Linked DNA regions of Zea mays: region 2 is linked to region 1. A link is a contact called in public Hi-C data. All regions are on one chromosome and are shown on one strand. The core of a region is the stretch at or near the end of the contact, and the rest is flanking DNA. Distances in the headings are between cores, read along the strand shown.

Region 1 (2,700 bases), core at 143-2,642:
CAGAATCACGAAAACTGGAGAAATCTTTCAGTTTGTGTAGAAGTAGGCATGACAGTACGAAGGGCTCAGATAACACAATGACAGAGCATATCCAGGAGCTGGAGATGTTACTGGAAGCTTATTTTGTTGTTATCGACAGCACTCTGAACAAGCTGACATCGGTACCGAGCCATATCTCCAGCATATCTTAAATCTGGCTATGCTATGTGTAGTAATAATGTGATAGGAGTGAAAGGGGTCTGATGATCTGTTTTTCCTTCTTTCAGCTTAAAGAGTACATCGATGACACTGAAGACTTCATCAACATTCAGCTGGTATGCCAGCATATTTTATGCTCTCTATTCGGGATATGAATATCAGAGTTTATGCATTTCTCACACTGCTGGTCTGTGTAACTTATTTGACTTTCCATATGTTCCTAGGACAATGTGCGGAACCAGCTGATCCAGTTTGAATTGCTGCTAACGACCGCAACATTTGTTGTGGCCATTTTCGGAGTGGTTGCTGGGATATTCGGGATGAACTTTGAGACATCAGTTTTCGAAATAGAGAATGCATTCCAGTGGGTCCTTGTAATTACTTCAGTGACCGGCGTTTTCATCTTCTGCTCCTTTCTTTGGTTCTTCAAGTACAAGAGATTGATGCCTTTGTAGAGAATGTATATGCCCTCCTCCCATAGGACCGATGAATCAATTTCAACCCTGTTAAGAGGCACTTGATCAGAAGCCTGAACCTCTGCCGATGTAAATTACCATTCTTTTAGAGGTTTACGGCATGAGTACCGAGAATCCGGGTGAAAATTGTAACCTTCTTGACATGATCCCTGTGCTGTATAAGAGAAAATCATATTACAGTTTATACAAATAATACCGACCAATTCTACATCCAGGTGGCTCGATAGGATATAAGATGATTTCGTCAAAACATGTTCCTGACGCTTCTAGCTCCCAGTAAACAGTGTCTTCCATCTGGCTACTCTATCCGTTTCTTATGTTAAGGTCACGAAGATTTATCTTAAATTAATATTTTAAAACTTTGACTAATAATATTTATAAAAATAATTATTTTTAAATTAGAAAATATATATATTGTGATAGATGTTTTAATAATAAATCTAATAGTTTCATTTTTATTCAGTAATATTAATGAATATTTTGCTACTAACGGTTAAAGTTAAAAGTATTTAACTTAGAAAATACTTTCGTTAAGTGACTTTAAGATAGAGAACGGAGGAGTAGTTCATTCATGAGAAACACCAGTGCGTGGATGTTGACTTGATGCTGCACGTGGCAGTGCCACGATGTCACGCTTGCACGCGAACTCCATGCGTGTCCTCTTGCCGCTTAACCTGCTACCACCATAAAGCTGCTTCGGCACGGAGCAGGACAGGACACAGAGCTTCCTAGTCCGTGTAGTGGAGGTAGCCATCATCAGAATCCAGAAAGGAGCACCGTGTGTGCGTGATGTGGCCGGAGAAGATGTACGCGTGGGCGTCCATGGCAGAAGACCCGCTCAAGCGCGCGGGGTCGGCATCGGCGCATCCGTCGAGCCCTCTACGGCGCTACAGCCCAACGACGCTGGCGGTCGGCGGCCTCATCGTCGTTGGCGGCCTCAGCTACGTCATGTTCGGGAGCAAGAAGAACGGGCGCGACCAGCAGGCCAGCCGAGCTTAGAAAAGGCCCGTGGAGATCGTCGATTAGCTAGCTTACCGAGATGTTCCGAAAATAAGATAGGATTAGGCTCTTTGGCGGGTGTTATGTATGTGTTCCATATGTGCAAAAACCTCGAGTGCTACTATCTTGTTATCCATGTATGTATAACATGCCAATTTTCTTACTGAATAAGTAGCCTCCCTTGTGATTTAATTATTAGAACCACGGAAGATATGTGGTTCAAATGTTAAGCTCGTTTCATTGTAGCATCTGTAACCGAAACTTGTTGTGTGGGGTGTGGCCAGTACACTAATTTATACATTTAATGTTGCTGAATCAAACTGCTAATACCATCATAATTTCACCAAACATAACATATGGTTAAATTGTTAAGTAGTTGAATTATACCATCAGACACCTCTTCTGTAAGGGATACACACTGAAAATACTGACTTCGAAGTAAACTGACTTAGTGTTCCAGAATCAAACTGTAAAAACCCTAAAGCACTGAATAAGCACCCTACGTTTGAAGTTCCACCTTATAAAAATAACGCACACTACCCTCTCAAATTCTGATGGTTCGTTACCTAGTATTCTCTCTTGATCTCTGATTTCGAAAACCCACGGAGCAGTGTTGCAGCTGTTACTCTCTAGTCGATCTTAACCGAAGAGTAGATGAGCCTGGTGAACCAGAAGCAGGCGTAGAAGCCAATGGTGCCGGTGAGCACAAAGAAGGCGTAGGAGGCAATGAGCATGTAGCCAAAGTATAGGACGCCGGAGACGGTCTTCGTTATTTCCAGCTTGGTGAAGAAGTAGAACGTGGCGTAGAGGAAGAGGTACAGCGCTGACGAGCCAGACGTCAGGTAGGATCTCCACCACCACTGGTAGTCCTCGCCGCAGAGCTGGAAGTAGCAGAGCACGATGGCGATCTCTGCACAGGTCAGGATAAGGATGACAAAGACCAGGAACAGAAACCCAAAGATGTAGTAGAACTGGTGCAGCCAGATCGATGTCAGGATGAAGAAGAGCTCGATGAACACTGCGCCGA
Region 2 (2,700 bases), core at 148-2,647, 220 kb after region 1:
GCCGTCGTTTGCTTCCCCCTCGCGAGTGAGGAATGGCTGGTTGAACGATAAGCCTAGAATGTCTCCCAGCCTTGAACGTAACAGGCACACGATGAAACGGTAGAGAGTTGTGTTAGATCTCCCAGCCTAGAATGACTCTTTTAATAGCAAAGGCATTACCGCGAATCTGAAGGAAAGGTAGGTGGCGCGTTTGTGGGTGCGTGGATGGGGGTCTGGCTGCGAGGTTCAATAGTAGGCGCCTCCCCCTACCAAATGTTGTGGTACTGGAGAACCTCAAGCCCTCGCTGCTGCAATCGCGGTAATGGCGCACGCTCAACTGGGAGATCTGCAATCGCGGTAATGGCGGGTGTGTGTTGAATTAGGCTTGTACGGGTGCTGGCAGGCGCTGTCGGCGATGGGGCACAGTGCCCGGGCGCTGGTTCGGGGGTGGCTGCATTCTGAGGCGCAGGTGGCGGGCGTGCAGGAGTTTGGTGGGGGCCAGGCGCTGGTGCAGGCTGGAAGCCAGTGGTGTCAGGCTGGTTCACCACCCTCTGGTGTCCGTCGTGGCCATTGCCAGGCTTTCTAATGCTGCAATCAAGATTCAAAGTTCTCATCAAAACCCTATCAACCCTGGCGAGATCAACCAATCGTGCGAGGAAGAGCAGAGGGCAATCAGAATCAAATATGTCGAAGCTGCTGGACCGGCCGGGTCTCCTGGCGTGCCCCTCACCCCTGTCCCCTCGCTGGGACATAAATCCACTTCTCTCCAATCAGAACGACTAAGCCATGTAGATTCGCGGCAGGATTCGCTGCGGCGGGCGTGCGGGAATGCGAGCGCTTCGGTAGCAGCGGGCAAGGCACAGGCTGTTCGCGGCGGAAGAGGCGGTCGCGGCGGGATTCACGGAGAGGTTTGCGGGCTTGAGGTTCGCCATGGTCGCGGCGGGGTTTGCGTGGTTTGTGGGCGGGCGGGTAGAGGCGGGGGCAGTCTACAGTAGGTTCTTAATAGTTAGTATAAGTAGGCGGGGGCAGTCTACAGTAGGTTCTTAATAGTTAGTAGAGATTTTAAACTTTACTCTGCAAATAGTGTAATCTACACCGCAAAACAGTATACTTTGCACTGCCGTTTACATAGCCTGTTGGAGATTGGAAAATAAACGTGAACGACTGTAGTACTAAGATGCACGCAAGTGTCATATTTTAGATACATTGGAAATATATAATATGTGAAAAAGAGAAAAGGAAAAGAAATTAAAAAAAGAAAGAAAGGAGCTCACGTGTAAATGCAGGTTGCCGTGGCCTCACATGTATGGCATGGGCGAGGTTTGTTGAGTGGCTGTGAATGCGACTTGGCTGGTACTACCGGTTCGTGGAAGTTGGTGGGCTGGTGGCCAGGGAGCGCCAGGCCCAAATGCGCGCGGAGGTTGGCGGCCCAAGCTGAGGAAGCGGTAGCGGCCCGGTGGGGGCTGCGGCGTAGCCCACGCAGCTAGATGGAATCGAGTCCGGGATGGATTAGGACTCAAGTCCTTTTAAAAAATAGAGATCAGATTTTTCTAATTTCTAAGATGAGGGTTTAGAGGAGATAAACAATTAGATTAGATCTATTAAGAGATTAATCTAGGTTTTTTAGAGATATCAATGGGAAACATTCTGGTGCTTTCGAGGAGTACTTTTATACACAAATCATGATAATTAAATAGTCGATTATGCAAGATTATTACGGTAATATTATTCATCACTCTTTATTGATTAATTTTGTTCTTAATTTTGATTCTAGATTGAATTTTTGTTTTCAATTGTTACTGGTGTTTTGATTCATTTATATCATTACTAAGGCAACAAATTAGTGATCTACAAAGTTTGGGAGATTGATCTTTTCTAATTATTGCTTAATTCTGAAATTAGGTCTAGATTAATTTTCGTTACTACTTGGAACAACGACCTTGTTTTATTTATAACTGTAGATCCGGAAGTCCGATCTACATGATTCTGGTTGGGTTAGATTCATATTTTATTTTATTTATTAAATTTTGAGATCTATCGGCATTACGAATTTTAGCCAGAAATGTTTTATTACCATAACAGTAATATGTCCAAATTGAGAAAAATGTATAGATTGGTTTTGTGATTAAGAGGAGGTGAGAATCAATTTTAAGCTTCCACAATCATTCACCGCCTTTCTGATTGCCTATTTTAGCGTCATACGATCCTGCAAGTGATATCGGAGCTGTGTTTATTATCTAATTAATCTTAATCGGTGATTAGATTAAATAGTTATGTTTAGATATTACACAAAACCATGTGTTTTCGATGGATGTGGTTTTCAATTTTGGAAGGCAAAGATGGAGGCATACATCAAGCACAAGATTGGGTGTACCGTGAAAAAGTTGCTAACCCTTTTTAGGTGCCTTAACAAGTTAATGAAGCTAACTGAACGAATGTGGATAACAATAGCAAGGCAAGAAACATGATCATCCAAGGTCTTGGGAGGAGTGACTTTGATCGGGTGGTGCATCTCAAGTTTGCATATGAGGTATGAAAAGCACTATGTGATTATCATGAAGTTTATAATACAATAAAATAAGTGCACCAAGACATGTTTAAAAAATAATATATGCACTTTGAGATGAAACCTAGTGAATCATTAGATGTGTTCTTTGCACGCTTTAATAAAATCCTTAGTAATTTGCGAGTTATTAATGTTACTTCCACAAATGCAGAAAA

What was found. A called contact is a pair of places that touch in the nucleus more often than the background predicts.
Region 2: a Hi-C map of ear shows a contact between it and region 1, with 4 times the contacts expected there. The contact joins the enhancer-like site here to the promoter of LOC100279138 in region 1. A contact is called at or near these places in 3 of 25 Hi-C or Micro-C datasets (ear, leaf and tassel).

The regions. Positions count from the first base shown.
Region 1 is chr9:108,721,809-108,724,508 of Zm-B73-REFERENCE-NAM-5.0, forward strand. LOC100279138 reads left to right here and starts at 1,393. Exons shown (of 1, transcript NM_001364560.1): 1 at 1,393-1,988. The coding sequence starts at 1,464. The coding sequence ends at 1,673. It overlaps LOC100283261 (MRS2-10), which reads left to right. Exons shown (of 5, transcript NM_001156163.1): 3 at 1-161; 4 at 267-314; 5 at 423-884. The coding sequence ends at 653. LOC100383626 reads right to left here. Exons shown (of 7, transcript NM_001176274.1): 7 at 2,030-2,700. The coding sequence ends at 2,303.
Region 2 is chr9:108,939,219-108,941,918 of Zm-B73-REFERENCE-NAM-5.0, forward strand. No RefSeq gene overlaps it. Among protein-coding and RNA genes, the nearest start is that of LOC103638824, 21 kb to the left of the region's middle. Within about 2 kb of position 1,398, at least 16 of the 20 cell types and tissues checked have an H3K27ac peak or open chromatin away from gene starts, as enhancers often do. A contact at or near this core is called in ear, leaf and tassel, where this site is marked.